Linked DNA regions of Mus musculus: region 2 is linked to region 1. A link is a contact called in public HiChIP or PLAC-seq data. All regions are on one chromosome and are shown on one strand. Each heading gives the region's core, a stretch centred on a gene start, on an enhancer-like site or on the middle of the called end of the contact. The rest is flanking DNA. Distances are from core to core; before and after follow the strand shown.

Region 1 (7,824 bases), core at 3,737-6,236:
CTAGAATTGAGCGTTGGATATTTTGTGTTTTCAAGTATATAGCTGCCAATAATATTCCACTTTGACACATGCGCTGTGTATCAATGAAACAGTTGGCCCATGAAGCATACACAACTTCCAAACAGAAACACACAGGAAAGCTCACTTGAAAACTGAGTCTTACTCATTTGCTGATCTTCTGAGACCAGATACTCAAAGAGTTTCTGACATTCAGAAGGTTCTTCTATAGATACCTCTCTACCATATACAAAAGTATTTCCAGGAATGATCACGAAACAAAATGTTAATAGGCAGGAAATAAAGATAGTGAAAACTCTACTTATAAGCCAACATAAAACAAAATACATTTTATAGTAACAAAGATCTAATGGAATTTATTAATGTCTTGGGAAGAGATACCTACATATTGGTCTTCCACAGTACTAAGCTTCACGCTATTTTCAATTTTCCAGATACAGTCTTTAGCCTTGAAGCAAATATTAACGATTAATAAAGTTCAAAGTCAGACATATCTGAATTCAATTATTCAAATCACAATTACACACACAAACTAAAAATAGGTAACGGCCAACCAAACTTATAACTCAAAGTGTTCCATTTTCTTTCGCTCTTAAACACCACATACTAAGTGGAGTGTGGTGGTCCATTCATGAGGGTGACACAGGAAGATTACCCTGAGTTTAGGATACATGGAATGAAACCCTGCCTCAAACAAAAACAACAAAACCTTACACATATGAAAAACTCCCAGTGGCTTCATAGAAAGGCAGTGCTAGACTCCTTGCTGCCTGTGTCTTCATCCTCCCATGTTTAGCAGCATGTTTAGTAAGACACTGACATTCACATGTAGGGAGGGATGGTGTTAAGATATGAACTTCAACTCTTGACTTGCCTTGAACTTTTATGACGTACTTGGAATACACCCAGCAGCTAAGGTCATGTTTAACTAAAGATCAATTGAAGCACAGGGTTCTCTAATGCTGATGTACAGTAGAAAGTATGCCAACAGATAAATGGTTAAAATATGTTAATTTGGAGGGGTGCTAGTGATTAAGTCTAGTGCCTTCTTCCAGTATGAAACTCTCCATTTTTCTCCTTGCCTCCCATCCCCCTCTCTTTGTGTTTTATCAGGGACTGAACCTTTTTCTTTTAAGATTATTTTGAGAAAGATCTAGCAAATGTACAGGTTAGCCTCAAACTGTCTATGTAGTTAAGGTGGGCCTCAAACTTTTCATCCTCCTGCCTCAGTTTCCTGAAGAGTTATAGGTAAGTACCACTATGCTCAGTAAGAAAACCTTTTGCAGTTGTTTATTGAGGCCGAAGGAATGCATGCTATTGTACTTTCTGTTGCATCTAATATAGACTATCTGCATATGAATATTGCTAATTGTGTCAAATATATTTACTCATTAAAGCTACCTCAGTAGGATTTTAAAAAGAAACCTGCTGTTAGCAGTTACTGTGACTACTTAAGCCTCGGATAAATATCACCCAACATAACAGAGTCTACTTCTCAGCTCTCCTGGACACAGCGTGGCTCTTCTCTGCACAGTCCACATTAGCAAAGCTGTGTTATAAGGCATTTAGAAGCACCCACAAAATATGCACATGTAGATAAACATCAACAATTTAGGACTTGGCATAAAACTCCAATTTTCACAAATTATGAGGCATCAGATCTGGATATTTTTTCCAATTAGTAACTTAAACAGAAGTTTTTATTCTGAGACCAATTTTTTTTTTCAGATATTCATAGGACCAACATCATCTTGAATTTACCTTCTCATAATCTTGCTGCCATGGAATGAACACACACAAAATTCTGTTTGTGTGATTTTGGTGCTCTTGAAAAAACTGTCTGCCCTCCTTCCTTTCCTTCCTTCCCTTCTCCCTTCCTCCCTTCCTTCCTTCCCTCCTCTCTCCCTTTCTGATTTTGGACTTTTGAAGGAGGGTCTTATTATATAGCTCATGCTAGCCTTGAGCTTCTCTCCTGCCTCAGTTTCTCCAATGCTAGGAGTACTGGCATACATTGACACTCAGAAAAAAGGGGAGTGCAATTTTTTTTTTTTAAGTAAAAGGTCTGACTTACTTCTAAGGCATCTTGCCATGGATAGTATGCCAATGATACCACCTTAGAAACAGTGTTGTCTGTCAAGAAAGCAACACACACATCTTAAGCAGTCTCTTCCATCCTGCATTTTAGCGTGTTTTCTTGACGCTCTGTAACTCCTTTCCACGTGCACAGAAAGGCCTCCCTCCCATTCCTCACCTGCCACAAATTGAAGCAACACCTGTGCTGTTTGGAGCTGGAGGAGTTCCCAACCTCCGCTATCAGCACTGATCGCCTGAGGCAGTTAGAGCCAAAATTCCCAAGTCAATCTTCTGGAAATTAGATTGCAATGCGCTTGAGAGGCTCCACAATCTGACTCTAAACAAGTGTTTGTTACTGATTCATGAAGACCGAGCAAGCTGAATAGCAATAGTGAGACGCCTGCTGTGGGTTTCAGTTTTAGAGCAGTGTGGTAATCCTTCTCTGGATCTCAGGATTTGGTGTATATGAGAAGAAGAACAGGCAACATTAGAGAAAGTAGAGCGACATCTTGTCGCTATGTCCCCAGTCCTCCTCCCCCGTGTGCACGAGTTTGTGTGTGTGAGTGAATATCATCGAGCTAAGGTTTCAACACCCTAAAGAAATCAGGATTTTAATTCGGGCATGTGTTGTGGTAGTGACACACCACCAGGGGGAAGCATAGAGCTGACAAGTTGCAAATGTTAGGGGATTTTTTTAATTTCCATAGGGTTTCCGGGAAGGGTAGAGAGAGAAAAGACACGTGTAACTGGGCATACAGCTGAGTGGCAGAACCCTTGGGTAGCACAAATGAGGCCAGGATTCAATCGCCAGTGCTGCAAAACCAAACAAGCCAGAACGAAATGGCAAAAGATGTCCTTGTGTTCCTCTCTAGTTCCTCTTAGATAACCATGGTAGAAAAAAATGTTACCCTAAAGTGACATTGTAAGTAACGTTTTAAAGTAATATCTTCAAGTAACATCTTTAACACTTACACTTAAAAGAAAAAAAAATGTATTAGAATACAAAGTTTCTGGATAAATGGATGTAGTCTAATTTTTCTCCCTGAAAATACTTGCACTACTCTTAATATTTAATTAGAGTTTTCTTTAATTAGCCTTTCTTTGACTTACAGTTTAGAGTCCATCATTGAGCAAAGCCAAGACCTGATGCAGAGGCAGTGGGAGAACACTGCTTGCTAGCTTGAATAGCCTGCTTTCTTATAGTAAGGAGGACCACCTACCCAATGGTGGCACCGCCCACAGTGTGGGAAGGCACAGCTGGACCCTTCAACATCAATCTATGTCTACAGGCTAATCTAGTGGAGACAACTCTTGGAGTGGATTCAGCCACTAACAACACACACACACACACACACAGAGAGAGAGAGAGAGAGAGAGAGAGAGAGAGAGAGAGAGAGAGAGAGTTTTCTTTCTTTTTTCTTTCTTTTCTTTCTTTCCAACAATGTCTCCCATTCGGTAGGGTAGTCTGTCTCCTCCCTCTTGATTTTCTGGCACATGGGGTAGGGGTGGGGAGTGATTAGTTTCATGCAATCTCATTAATTCCAGGGATTATTGTTTGTGCTTGTTATTGGAGTCTAATTCAGGAAATCTTTGTATCTCAATGTTTTGCCAGATGGCTAACCAGCGAAACACTGTCATGAATGCTGTTCAAAGCCCTTAAGGAAACTTAAGTGTAGTTCTACTAAATGGGGGGTCACGGGGAGGTAGTATGGAGGGAGGACAGCATTTCTACTTTCCAGTCTATTTATGCCTAGAACCAGTAGGGGGAAATCCTGTCAAGCCAAATAACTTCTACAACTGTTTTCTCCAAGGACCCCCTGCCCCCCGAAATTAGACATTACAGATGGTTAAGAAATGTTGGTAGGTGAGGACTAAACAAAGACATACTTTTCCATGTACATTCCTTGTCTAGACATTTCTGTATCTATTAAAAAACCGATCCGAGCCCTTCAGGCGGTTCTATGTATGGTCTGGGTTTTAAAGCTTTCAATTCTAATTTCTACCGTTTTGCTAGTGGAAGAGAAGGCAAGAAAGTCGCAGGCGTTCCTGAAGGCCACGTGAACCTAACCAAATAGTGATTATTCTGGAGGGGAAGCCAATGGGGGAGAACCCCAAAGTCACTCAGGAACTTTGTGCCCTAGAGAAAGAAGGGTTTCCGATCTTTAAAGTATCTAACATAAGAAGGCCAAAACCCCAAAGGAAAGCGGCTATTTTTAAAAAACTGTTTTTAAAAACTGTTCACAGCAGTAAGCTTTTTTTTTTTTTCCTTTTCACACGTGAGGCTTTTTTTTTTTTTTTTTAAACCCCCAGATTGCTCAGTCACTCTGTCTACTCTAGGCATTCTCAATCGGGACAGGCGCTTCAAGGGCAGAAAACTCTTCATTTACAATACATGACCAACACGCACAGTGTATCTGTCACGTGAGAATGTGATGGGGACCACCGAGGGGTGGGCAATGCCTTCAAAGGCTCCTTGGGGCAATGCACACACCAGGGGCGGCAGGCAGAAACCTCGGAGGACACTGCGCGCCGCTACTCACAGCACAGTGTGTGAAAACGCACCCAGGGCGGTACCGTGGGACCGCAGGCGCCCGCCCGCCCTCGGCCGCACCAGCCAGCCTCCGCTTCGAGCTCCTGCCCCCTGTCACCCGCGCCACGAGGCCCGCTTGCCCTTCGCCGGGGGTGACTGCCCACACGCGGCCCCCGCTGGTCGCAGTTTCCTAGACAGCCGCGCGGCCCCTCTGCAGCCTCCGGAACGCGCGAGCGGGAGCGGGAGCGGGCAGCGAGAGCGCAGGCGCGGGCCCGGGAGAGCCGCCGTCCCGAAAGCGCGTGCGCGCGCGCTCGAGCGGGGTGGGCGGAGGGGCGGAGGGAGCGGCGGGGCCGCGAGGGGGCGGGGGGGTGGGGGGGCGGAGAGGGGAGCCCCGGGAGCGGGAGCGCGGGCCCGGCGCTGCAGAGCAGAGCGAATCCTGAGCTCCGGCAGCAGGTACGTGTTCTTGCAGCCGGCAGCCGCCGGGGCTTCCCCGGCTGTGGCCCGGGCGGGCGGGTGAGGGAGGCAAAGGTAGGGGCCGGATCGTGGTTTGCAGGGTGACTGCCCTGGAGGACTAGGATCCTGCAGCTGACCTTCATGTCCCGGGCTGGGGAGCCGGACGACCATCCTCTGGGGAGCACGGGGTCTTCAGATCCAGACTGGGGATCTGCTTGTCACATGCTTCTTATTTATTTTTGCAAACTGTCCTGGTTCGGGTCCAGCTGCGGATGCCTTCCCTCCTATTCTTTGCCTCTGTGTGCCATCTTGCATTTATTAATAAAACATGAAAGCTGGGGGTGCGGGAGGTTTGCTTCTAAGGGGAATCCCATTGCAGTATAGCAAGTGGACGCCTATTTTCGGTTTTCAGACGTGGTGTAGAGGTGGAAATCCCACACCCTAGGGGTTTGTGGCTTTGCTGGTCGTGACCACTTCCTAGTGGGCTTCCCCGGTTTGTCGCTAGGTGCCCCAGCGGCAGGATGGACGGTCTGGAAAGGATGGAGGGTTTCATGTCAGCCTGGCGTACTGTTCCGAGGACAGGTGCAGACAGTTCCCTGCTTGCTAACTTGCCAGGGAGGTTTAAACCCAGGAAAGAAATTCTTTCTAAATTGTTAATAGGAGGCCTTGAATTGAGCATCTGAGTCTTGCTTACTCAGACTCATCGCGGTTTTGCATCTGAAGCCGATTAAAGCTAGCCACCTGTTGGAAGTCAGACCCCATACTCCATTCTGTTTCATAGTCACCAATACTGAAATAATGAGGTCCGTAAGACCCCATTCTATCCTCTTTAAATGTGTTGCCTGCCAATTCTTTCTTTTGAAATAAATTCTCATTTTTTCCATTATATAGTTTAGACTGAAATATGATTTACTTATATTCCATATACATACATCACCATATTCTAAGCACTGGGTTTCTCTTCAGGGTATATTATCTATTTCCCTAGCTTTAACTTGGCTGTGAAGAAGAGTGGGGAAAGTGGACTGTATGTAACTGCTCCCTATGGCCCTCCCCCAGGAATAATATAGTGAAAAGAACAGAAAGAGCCGGAAGCACAAAATGAAAATGACTCGCAAGCTGTGGGGGTCCAGCAGCTGGACTGTGGTACCACATTAAACCAGGAGATGTACTTGTAGGGACCCAGTGCTGAGCTAAACGCCATTTGTGGCTCATTTCCTTGGGTCTTCACTGCAAGGCTGTCATCTCTGTGTTGGAGATGAAGAAGCTGGCACTTAAGGGGTTAACTGACTTACCCAAGGTCGCTCAGTCAGGAGCAGGGTAAAGATCCAGTTCATCTGCATCACACCCGATTGCAGATTGCAGGACGCTGGGGGCTCAGCATTCAACTTCAGTGTTGCTACCCCATCCGTCTTTTCATTAAGATCGGGTTCACGTGTGAGCGCATAGGCCCTGATGCAATTTTCCATTTCACAGATCCCGTACCAATTTTGTGGCTTTCCAAGATGAGAAACTGGTGTTCATGAGTGGCACCGCGTGTAATTTCTTTTGTGGTGACACTGAGCCTATTTTTAAACACAGGGTCCAAGGCATCCTGCATTAAAACTACCTCACATAATCAATTATGTTCAGTTTAAACCCACAAAGTACCTACAGATCATGTGGGTGCTGGCGTACTCTTCACACCCTCGCCCTGCCCTACCTGTTTGAGCACCATCTCTTGTTGTCACTGCTGGTCGTCACTCCACTGTCTTGTCACACTTGTGGGTGCTATGAGGGGGTAAATGACTCCATGTCAGCCATGTGGCACAGTCTGGTGTCTACAACCATGGCAACTATTCACTAAAAGCTCTTAGAATGTATCCATTTAACTATGGAGATATATATACATACATACACACACACACACACACACACACACATATATGTAATCTCTCTTTTCACAAGTGCATTCTTACAGCTCAGGTGTTGGACTTGGTTACACATTTGTAGCAGTTTTCATGGACTTACAAGCTGTTATAGTTTTGTGAATGGAAAATTCACCTAACAGAGTTGCTAGATTTTATACTCAGGCTGTGCAATGGAGCTAGTAGTGAGAAAGGTATGGTTGAACTTAGAGAATTAACTGGAAAGCACATCATATGGAAGACACAGCTTTTAATGATGCACACACTGGCTATGATAGATAACAGTAAGTGAGATATATAAAATTGTTTACTCTAAATTCTAAAAGCTGTTTTCCTTGGACATGAGCCTGGTTTGAGCAGAATGTTACCTCCATCACGATACTGACGTCTACTGATAGCAGACAATTTGTATAGAAGATTTGCCTCTTAGAAAATACTCCGTTTTAGAATAATTCAATTTCCAGTGCTTATGGAAATGCTGAGGTGGAATTTTTCTGCCCTGGAGATTTCCAAGCCTATGGTCAAAAACTCGGGATGAGTCCTGACAGCACTGAGAAGAGGACGCAGAAAGAGAGAGGTGTTGCTGATTTCTGGGGAAGAAAAGGGCTCTCTTTCCCTTGGGAAGTGTCAGGATCTTCTCCAAGAAGGAATCTCATAATTGCCAAGCATGAGGTAGACTGGTTGCCTTCCATGCAAACAGAATTTTATGTAATGCACAGATGAGCTCCATTCTCTGTGCACAGGTCGACTCGGGAACTGTAAACAAGCAAACAACCAAATATTCTGGACTATGTCTTCCTTTCTTGAAACATTTGTAAACTTGGAAAAGCCATGCCGGCCATT
Region 2 (7,824 bases), core at 2,440-4,939, 51 kb after region 1:
GATCAGTTTGCTTGCTTGTATAACCCAGGTCCACCTGCCCAGGGTAGCACCGCCCACAGTAGGCTGGGCCCTCATACATCAATCACCAATCAAGAAGATGCCCCACAGACTTGCCTATAGACCAGTCTGATTGAGGCGTTCTCTCAAATAAGGTCCCCCTTTCCCAGATGACCACAACTTGGATCAAGTTGACAAACAAGCAAACAAAAACAAAGAAAACCAAATCCAACCAGCGCAGTTCCTTGTTGAAAAAGCCTTTAAGACATTATAGGACTGGCAAAGAAATGTTTAATGTTAAGAAGATATTGATGTGGGAGTGATAGTACCTTTTGTGGTATGCTTTTTTAAATATTTTAATTTAAGTTTATTATCATTACTATTTGTTATTATTATCAACAGCTATAACTGTAGAGACAGGGGCATCACTATGTCATCCTAGTATCCATGGGCTGGAATCACAGATGTGAACAACTACACTTGGCTTTCTATGATTTTTTTTTGTTTGTTTCTAGGATGGCAGTTGTAATGTTTTCCCTTCCATTTTGGCATTATCTGTGTGCATATTCTCTGTCTCTCTTTTTTTTTTCTTGATAAGGTGGTATGCTGTTTAAAAGGATTTTTGTGAGCCTTAGCCATTAGTGAACTGAAAAATGAGTGGCAGGGAGGGACTTACCTGGGAGAGGAAGGAAGGAGCACCACAGAGGGAGAAGGAAGGAGGAAGGAGGAAGGAGGAGGGAGAAGGAAGGAGGAGGGAGAAGGAAGGAGGAAGGAGGAGGGAGAAGGAAGGAGGAAGGAAGAGGGAGAAGGAAGGAGGAGGGAGGAGGAAGGAGGAGGGAGGAGGAAGGAGGAAGGAGGAGGGAGAAGGAAGGAGGAGAGAGAAAGAAGGAGGAGGGAGGAGGGAGGAGGGAGAAGGAAGGAGGAGGGAGAAGGAAGGAGGAAGGAGGAGGGAGAAGGAAGGAGGAAGGAGGAGGGAGAAAGAAGGAGGAAGGAGGAGGGAGGAGGAAGGAGGAGGGAGAAGGAAAGAGGAAGGAGGAGGGAGAAGGAAGGAGGAGGGAGAAGGAAGGAGGAGAGAGAAAGAAGGAGGAGGGAGGAGGAAGGAGGAAGGAGGAGGGAGAAGGAAGGAGGAGGGAGAAGGAAGGAGGAAGGAGGAGGGAGAAGAAAGGAGGAAGGAGGAGGGAGAAGGAAGGAGGAAGGAGAAGTAACATTAAAAATGTTTGAAAAAGCCATAGGGAATCATATCATTTTATGGGTACTTAAAATCACACACACACACACACACACACACACACACACACACACACAGAGAGAGAGAGAGAGAGAGAGAGAGAGATTACAGATATTACACCAATTACGGTGACACAATTTCTTCCCAAAAATAAATCTGGAGACTACTTAACAAGCACTCCAGTGGCTAGCATGGAAACCTTCCTTTGAATTTTTGCTCAGGGAAGTCCAGGAGATTCCCAAGACAATATAGTCTGTTGCTGTGGCCCTTGGTGCCCTTCAGAAAAAGAAGGTAAGATCCTCTTACTGAAGATACATTTTGGACACTGGATTTAGAAGAATCAATCTGGGACTGACCTTGAGGCCTCCTCCCTGCAGACCAGCTCTTACAGTTTCAGAAGGAGCAGAGCAAGCTGCCAATGCAGAGAAGTAATTAATAATAGTCAGACCTAACTGTAACACCATGATAGCCAGGATGGCAAGAGATACTGACAGGCACAGTAGTGGCATTCCCAACATGGAGGTAAACAGGAGTCAGCTAAATTGGACTTAACAGCCTGATCAGCATGAAGGAATTCATGCCAGGGACTGTAGTGTCGGGTAAGGCCATATAACCTAGAGAGACCCCACTCCTGCCAGCTTCCTAACCTATGTCATCTCTAACTGTGATCTAAATCTTATCCTCACATCCACAGATAGTGTAGCTCCCGCCCCTTGGCAAAGAAGCGTCTTCTTTTTGCAGCAGAGACGACTTCAGAAAGCCACTACTGGTCAAAATGCAGACATCGACTGCCTGTGGGGTTGATGTACCTTCAGCACACACCCACACTTAAGACTCAGGGGAGATCACAGAAGAGGGGTAGAAAGATCAAAGGAACCAGATAGCTAAGACAGTTGCTATGAGAGTCTCTTAAAAAACAAAACAAAACAAAACAAAACAAAACAAAACAAAAAACAGAGAAGACATAAAGAAGACTGAAAAGGAGAGAGGTGGAGGAATTTAACTGTGGTAATTTGAGTGAGAATGGCCTCCCTCCATAGGCTCATATGTCTGAATACTTGGTCCCCAACAGGTGAAATTGTTTAGGAAGGATTAGGAGGTGTGGCCTTGCTGGAGGAGGTTGTCGCTGGAGGCCCACACCATCTCTAGTTATTTCTCTCTCTGCCTCATGCTTGTGGACCAGATGTAAGGTCTTGGCTATTGCTCCAACACCATGTCCCCCGATGTGGGGATCGCCTCAGTTCTCTCAGTGCCAGGAAGACATTGTGAGAATGCTTATGAAGAGAAGGGGAAGTTGGGATTGATTAAATGTGCATGGTGGGGTAGCAAATTTTATAGTACCTACTGAATAACTTAATATATAGCCCCCCCCCCCGCGCCAATACTGTTAGGGAGTGTCCTCTGTTTAATGTTTAGACCTCTCTACTGTGTCTGAACCCGTTGTCCTCCCTGTTAACCTCTGGTGTCGAATGACTGCTGTATTGAGCTCCGCACAGTTCTAGAGAGCTCTCCTCTCCTTTCCGGTCACTCAGAATCGAGCCCTTTCCCGGGTTCCTCCTACACCATGAGTCTAAGCTCCTTGTTGATCGCCAGGTCTGTGTTCCCCATCCTGAGAGTCCTTCCCTCCTGTGTGGTATAGCTGATGTCTCCCTTTCTTTGTCTCTCTAGAGCCTCCTCTCTGAGCAGCTTCGGGTCAGGAGAATGAGGTTTTTATCCTGTGAGAAATTCTTGTAGGAACAGTAGTTTGTAGCACAGCGCAGCCTACAAGAGGATGACCCTTGTACAACCTCCACCGTAGCTTGTCTGAACACATCCAGAAACAGAGTCTCTGTCTGCCTTGTCCTCTCTGCAGGCTGTACCTGCACACAGAGGACTCCTCTGTGGCACTGTCACATTGGATAGTTATTGGGAATAACATGGGTAAATGAGGAAGCCTGGAGGGCTGGGGACGGAGAAGCACGGCCCCTATAACTACCACTCCACGGCATTACCGGAAAGATCCATTCAGCAGGGCCAGCAAGAACAGCACTACATGGGAGGCAGTGCTAAGCACTCCATTTTTAGAAGAGATTAGGAGGAATTCAGTTTGGCAATATTGAAGGTAATAAATCCCCATTTATCATTTCAGGGTACTCTATTTTCATGAATCTTGTAAAAGCCCCACTTGGAAATGCTAAGATCAGACATAAGGACAGCTGAGCCCCACTAGACATCACGAAAAGCCATGGCTTTGGTTACATCTTTCAACATGGCCAATCCACAGTAAGTACCATCAGGACCTGCTCTCCAGACCTAGAACGTGGCTGTGAGTCTCTCTCAAGATGAAGGTCTGCTACTTCAGACACCTGAAGCAAACCTCAGAATAAAACGAGGAAATGTAAAAATCACGAGAAGGTTCCTAAAAGCAGGCTTTATGAAACCAGGCAGAGGCCTCCTAAGTGAGAGTTTCTTTCAGTTCCCAAAACCCAAGCTGCCTTATGGACAAAGCACTTGATCTTAACACGTGTCAGTGTGGTAACTAGTCAGGTGGCAATTTATTTTCTGTCTGGCAACTCACTGGTAAATAATACTGAGATAAAAACAACACTCCTTCCATTACACTATGCTGTCCCAGCCTCTTTCGCTGTGTGTCTGGCTCCTGAGTCATCAGAAGCCTGCTGGCTCCTGGCTGCGTTCTCTGTGTCACTGCCATGCTCTGGGACAACCCACCTCAACACGGCACAACACGAGATCACACGGCTGGGTCACAGAATCATCCAGATGGGTCTGCTGATCTTCTCTGGGATTGGCCTTCACTGTTGGGCCTTGTTGTAGAGCTGCCAGCAGAACAGGGGGAGAATAAACTCCAGTCAGTGTGTCTCTATTCATCCAACTGACTAGGCTGGTCGCTCTCTGCTGCTGACATTGGTGGGATAAGAGCCAGACAGATGCTTCTCATGCGTCTGCTGGTATCATACCTACTGTCGTCCCATTGACCAAAACCAAGTCATGTGGCTGGACACACAATCAAGGGATTGAAAAAGATCTCTGTCTCTCTCTCTCTGTCTCTGTCTCTGTCTCTCTGTCTCTCTCTCTGTGTCTCTCTCTCTGTGTCTCTCTCTCTCTGTGTCTCTCTCTCTCTCTCTCTCTCTCTCACACACACACACACACACACACACACACACACACACAGTTCCTTTTGACCAAAGAAGGTGCAATGCCACGTGACAAACTGGCTAATAAAGGTGGCGTTTACCCCTTCAAGGAAGCGGAATAGAGCCACTAATGCACTTTCCCTGTAGTGTTCTTCACATACAAGACCAAAGTGTACATTCCATAATGAGGCTGTGAGCCCTAAGAGTTTCATTGCCACCAAAGGAAGCTTTTAGTCTCTGCTGACATGATCACGTGGTCAGAGATGGAGCTGAGCCACTGTCAAAAACAGACTAGAGGGCAGAGATGTGAGGAGGGCAGATGTAACTTGCCCGACACCCTTTAGAATTGTTCCCTGTTAGTTTCAGAAACATAACTCCTGCCTTCTTAGAGCACCTCGTTGATTAGAAAGTTGTTTAGAAGGTTTGTTCAATTAAAAGAAAAATCCCATTTCCTTGAACAGTTCCTAAGAGAACAAACCCAACCTAGCATGTAATTTTTAGGAAACATCTGGGGTAACTGGGATTCCCCCAGAAACACCCACTCCTTTATATCAGTTGTTGGGAGACACAGAAACTGCACATCTGATGACTTTCTGTCTACAGCTCTTGAGTCATTTTGTAAATGTCACACTGTGATGAGTGCCATTATCTGTGCTTGGAGAAAAACCCAAGGCTTAAGGATGGGGGCGGGGGGCTATGAAAACAAATCTGGGTGTTTGGAATTACCCGGTGAATGTGGGTGACCCAGGTAGCCCACCTGTAACCCTTGAACAATCCCAGCAAAAGGGTCAGTTCTACGGACTCCAGCAACTGCTACTGTGTCACTTGTTGGCTTTCAGATGGTTAGAAACACTAGGAATTTAGCGTGTTCTCACAGTGCCCAAGTGGGACTTGTCATCAGAAGCTCCATGCTTCTTAGATCCATAGCAGACCACAGAGTGGGAAGGAACAGCCCTTAGAAAGCCTAGAGAAACGAAGGCTTGGGAAAGCACCACAGAGAGTGGTACCAAAGCCCAAGAGCAGCCTACAGCAGGCAGGCTGCCTCGGTGTTGTCAGTGGCTCCTCATCCCCATGCATGGACCCTCCACATCCCAGATGTTAGGTCTCTACTGTCTCATGCATGCTACGTTCCCTTTCAAGCTTAGCAGTGTGGCCAGAGACACAAGACTCAGCCTCTCAGGTTCTGCAGACTGAGACAGGGCCAAGAGTGTATAGGAGGGACCAACAATCCTGTCCCAGGAAGGGATGGCCAAGGTCTCCAACCTAGTACCTCCCACCAGGAGATGTTTGGTGGCATGGTAGATGCTGTGTTTGGTAGTACAGTGCACAGCTGTGTTTGGTAAGCCTGGTGCACAGCTGTGTTTGGTAAGCCTGGTGCACAGCTGTGTTTGGTAGTACAGTGCACCGCTATAACCATCTTGCATGATGTTCATGTCTCCATCCCTCCTCAGATGCCAGTGATATTAAAAAGCCTCCACAAATTGACAAAACTCATGGATTGGGAGGTGACCCTGCCCTTGACTGAAGCATACTGTGTGCTAGTGAAGCTATGGGTTGGTTTCAGTGCTCAAGATAAGCCTGCCTAAGACATAGACTGACCCAGACTCCTCTGTTGGCTCAGGTGACCCCAATTTCCTACTTGAGAATGGAGATACGGAGGGAGCTGTTTGAATGGGAAGGAGCAGCGTCTAGCTGTCCTTGACTCTCTTCCTCATCACCCCAAGGCCTCCAAGCTTCCAAAGAGACTCTCGGCCAACTGGAGTATATATCCAGTTGGGAACAAAGGCACCTTTTATTATTGTGACACTGATAATGGAACCATTGCAAAGAACCACACACAGCTGTTCTGAGTATATCACTGCAGCAGAAAGAACGGTGATGCAGTTGGCTGACAGCAGAATCTGTGCTTTTTGTCTGGTTAGCAGAGGGTCCTTATCTCCCTTCATGAAGGACTTTCCCCCCAAAACTCACATGTTCAGGTTTGTCCATTACTCTAACCAGTGAGGAGAAGGGTACCAACCAGGCCTTTAAACCAGTTCCTGACTGGCTGTGGGAAAGAACAGTTACCTTGTATTTCCCTTGACCTCAGCACAGCATAGCTTCCTGGGCCTCCCTACACCTTCCACTGACAGAGGGAAGAGGGTTTAGTTCTCAGGGGCTAACCCTTCCCTGCCGCTCCTCCTTTCCACCCAGACCTGCCATTGAAGGAGGAATTTCTGAAGTTGAGATTATCTCCCAACAAGTAGACGAAGAAACCAAGAGCATTGCTCCGGTGCAGCTGGTGAACTTTGCCTATCGGGACCTGCCCCTGGCTGCCGTAGACCTCTCCACAGGGGGCTCACAGCTCCTGTCGAATTTGGACGAAGAGTACCAAAGAGAAGGGTAGGTTCTGGCATGGCAAGAGCCCCTTGCATAATTCCCTGTTTCCATGGGTATCTCCCAAGAGGGAGCAGCACAGATAAGATGCTGAGCAGAAGAGGCCAGGAGGTGACATTAAGTCACTCAGGCTTTTTCAAGTCACACATGATTTCCTCAGAGAAAGACTCTGGGTACAGAAAATGCCCATTGCTGCTAGACAACCTCTTAGGTTTTTTGGGTGATGTTTGCTTAGAACTTAGGTGATAGGATTTGTCTGAGGTGATTCTTAATATTCTTTCTGACTCACTCTGTTTACCTCACAGGGGTTAGGAGTGTGCCAAGGTCACAGAGCCCAGAAGGGACCAACTTGGCCTGCACGTTTCTCTGCACACAGTGACGCTGAGTGTCCCGGAAGTGGGCAGAATCCCGATAGGTGCCTTGCAGACACTGCCTTCTTCCCTGTTCAGTGAGAGACGCAGGGGTGCTCTGATGTTAGCTCCCCCTGTATTGCTTGTCAATTAATCAGGTCAGTGAGTTTGTTTCCCATTTAGCCTCTCACTAACCTGTCTCTCTTACAAATATATTCTTTCAAAGCCACGGTGGGATGTTCCGTCTAGATAGAGGCAAGGAAGATGAGGGTTTGAGGCCCTGCTTCTTCAGTGGTAGGGGGTTAGAATGTTGAAGGCCACAGAAGGGCAGACACGCATCCGTGGGTCACACGGTTGCTTAGACTCCTCTCACCTAAGATTTCCCCAGTTCTGCCCAGTGGCTTTTAGACACAGAATTTCAAACACTGGCCAGCACCTGAGAGCCAGTTCTGGGCAACACTCCCAGGTGCCTGTTACCATTTTAGAACACGCTGGCTGCTTTAAACACAAAAGGGAAAGTTTGCCATATATTTCAGAAGCAAAGGGAAAGCCATAGCTAAGCTAAATTTGTAGCTCTTAGATTCCCTGTGTCTGCTTCCTGAGGGGGGCTCCCCATTCCTAAGATAAATTTTCAAACAACTGGGAAACTGTATACCTGCTTCTGCAGAAATGACACCCCAGTGGCTTTCTCTGAAAATAAAATTTTTCCAAGTATTGCGAACACAGCTAGCAGGACCCT

What was found. HiChIP or PLAC-seq counts read pairs in DNA pulled down with a chosen protein or histone mark.
Region 2: an H3K4me3 HiChIP or PLAC-seq map of bone marrow-derived macrophages shows a contact between it and region 1, with 3 times the contacts expected there. The contact joins the enhancer-like site here to the promoter of Tmem266 in region 1. A contact is called at or near these places in 7 of 39 promoter capture datasets (3T3-L1-derived adipocytes, cancer-associated fibroblasts, embryonic stem cells and 2 more), 4 of 15 datasets of contacts at CTCF or cohesin (CD8 T cells, the NIH/3T3 cell line, pro-B cells and 1 more), 84 of 484 Hi-C or Micro-C datasets (the 3T3-L1 cell line, the AML12 cell line, B cells and 42 more), 21 of 115 datasets of contacts at active chromatin or transcription factors (the 230-238 cell line, CD8 T cells, PVALB interneurons and 14 more) and 4 of 9 other capture datasets (adipose tissue, liver, macrophages and 1 more).

What each region holds. Positions count from the first base shown.
Region 1 is chr9:55,321,927-55,329,750 of GRCm38.p6, forward strand. It overlaps Tmem266 (transmembrane protein 266), which reads left to right and starts at 4,987. Exons shown (of 11, transcript NM_172923.4): 1 at 4,987-5,074.
Region 2 is chr9:55,374,127-55,381,950 of GRCm38.p6, forward strand. Tmem266 (transmembrane protein 266) reads left to right here. Exons shown (of 11, transcript NM_172923.4): 2 at 3,354-3,487; 3 at 6,553-6,741. The coding sequence starts at 3,450. Among named protein-coding and RNA genes, the nearest start is that of Tmem266, 51 kb to the left of the region's middle. Within about 2 kb of position 3,690, at least 21 of the 459 cell types and tissues checked have an H3K27ac peak or open chromatin away from gene starts, as enhancers often do. A contact at or near this core is called in the BV-2 cell line, Th17 cells, bone marrow-derived dendritic cells and 1 more, where this site is marked.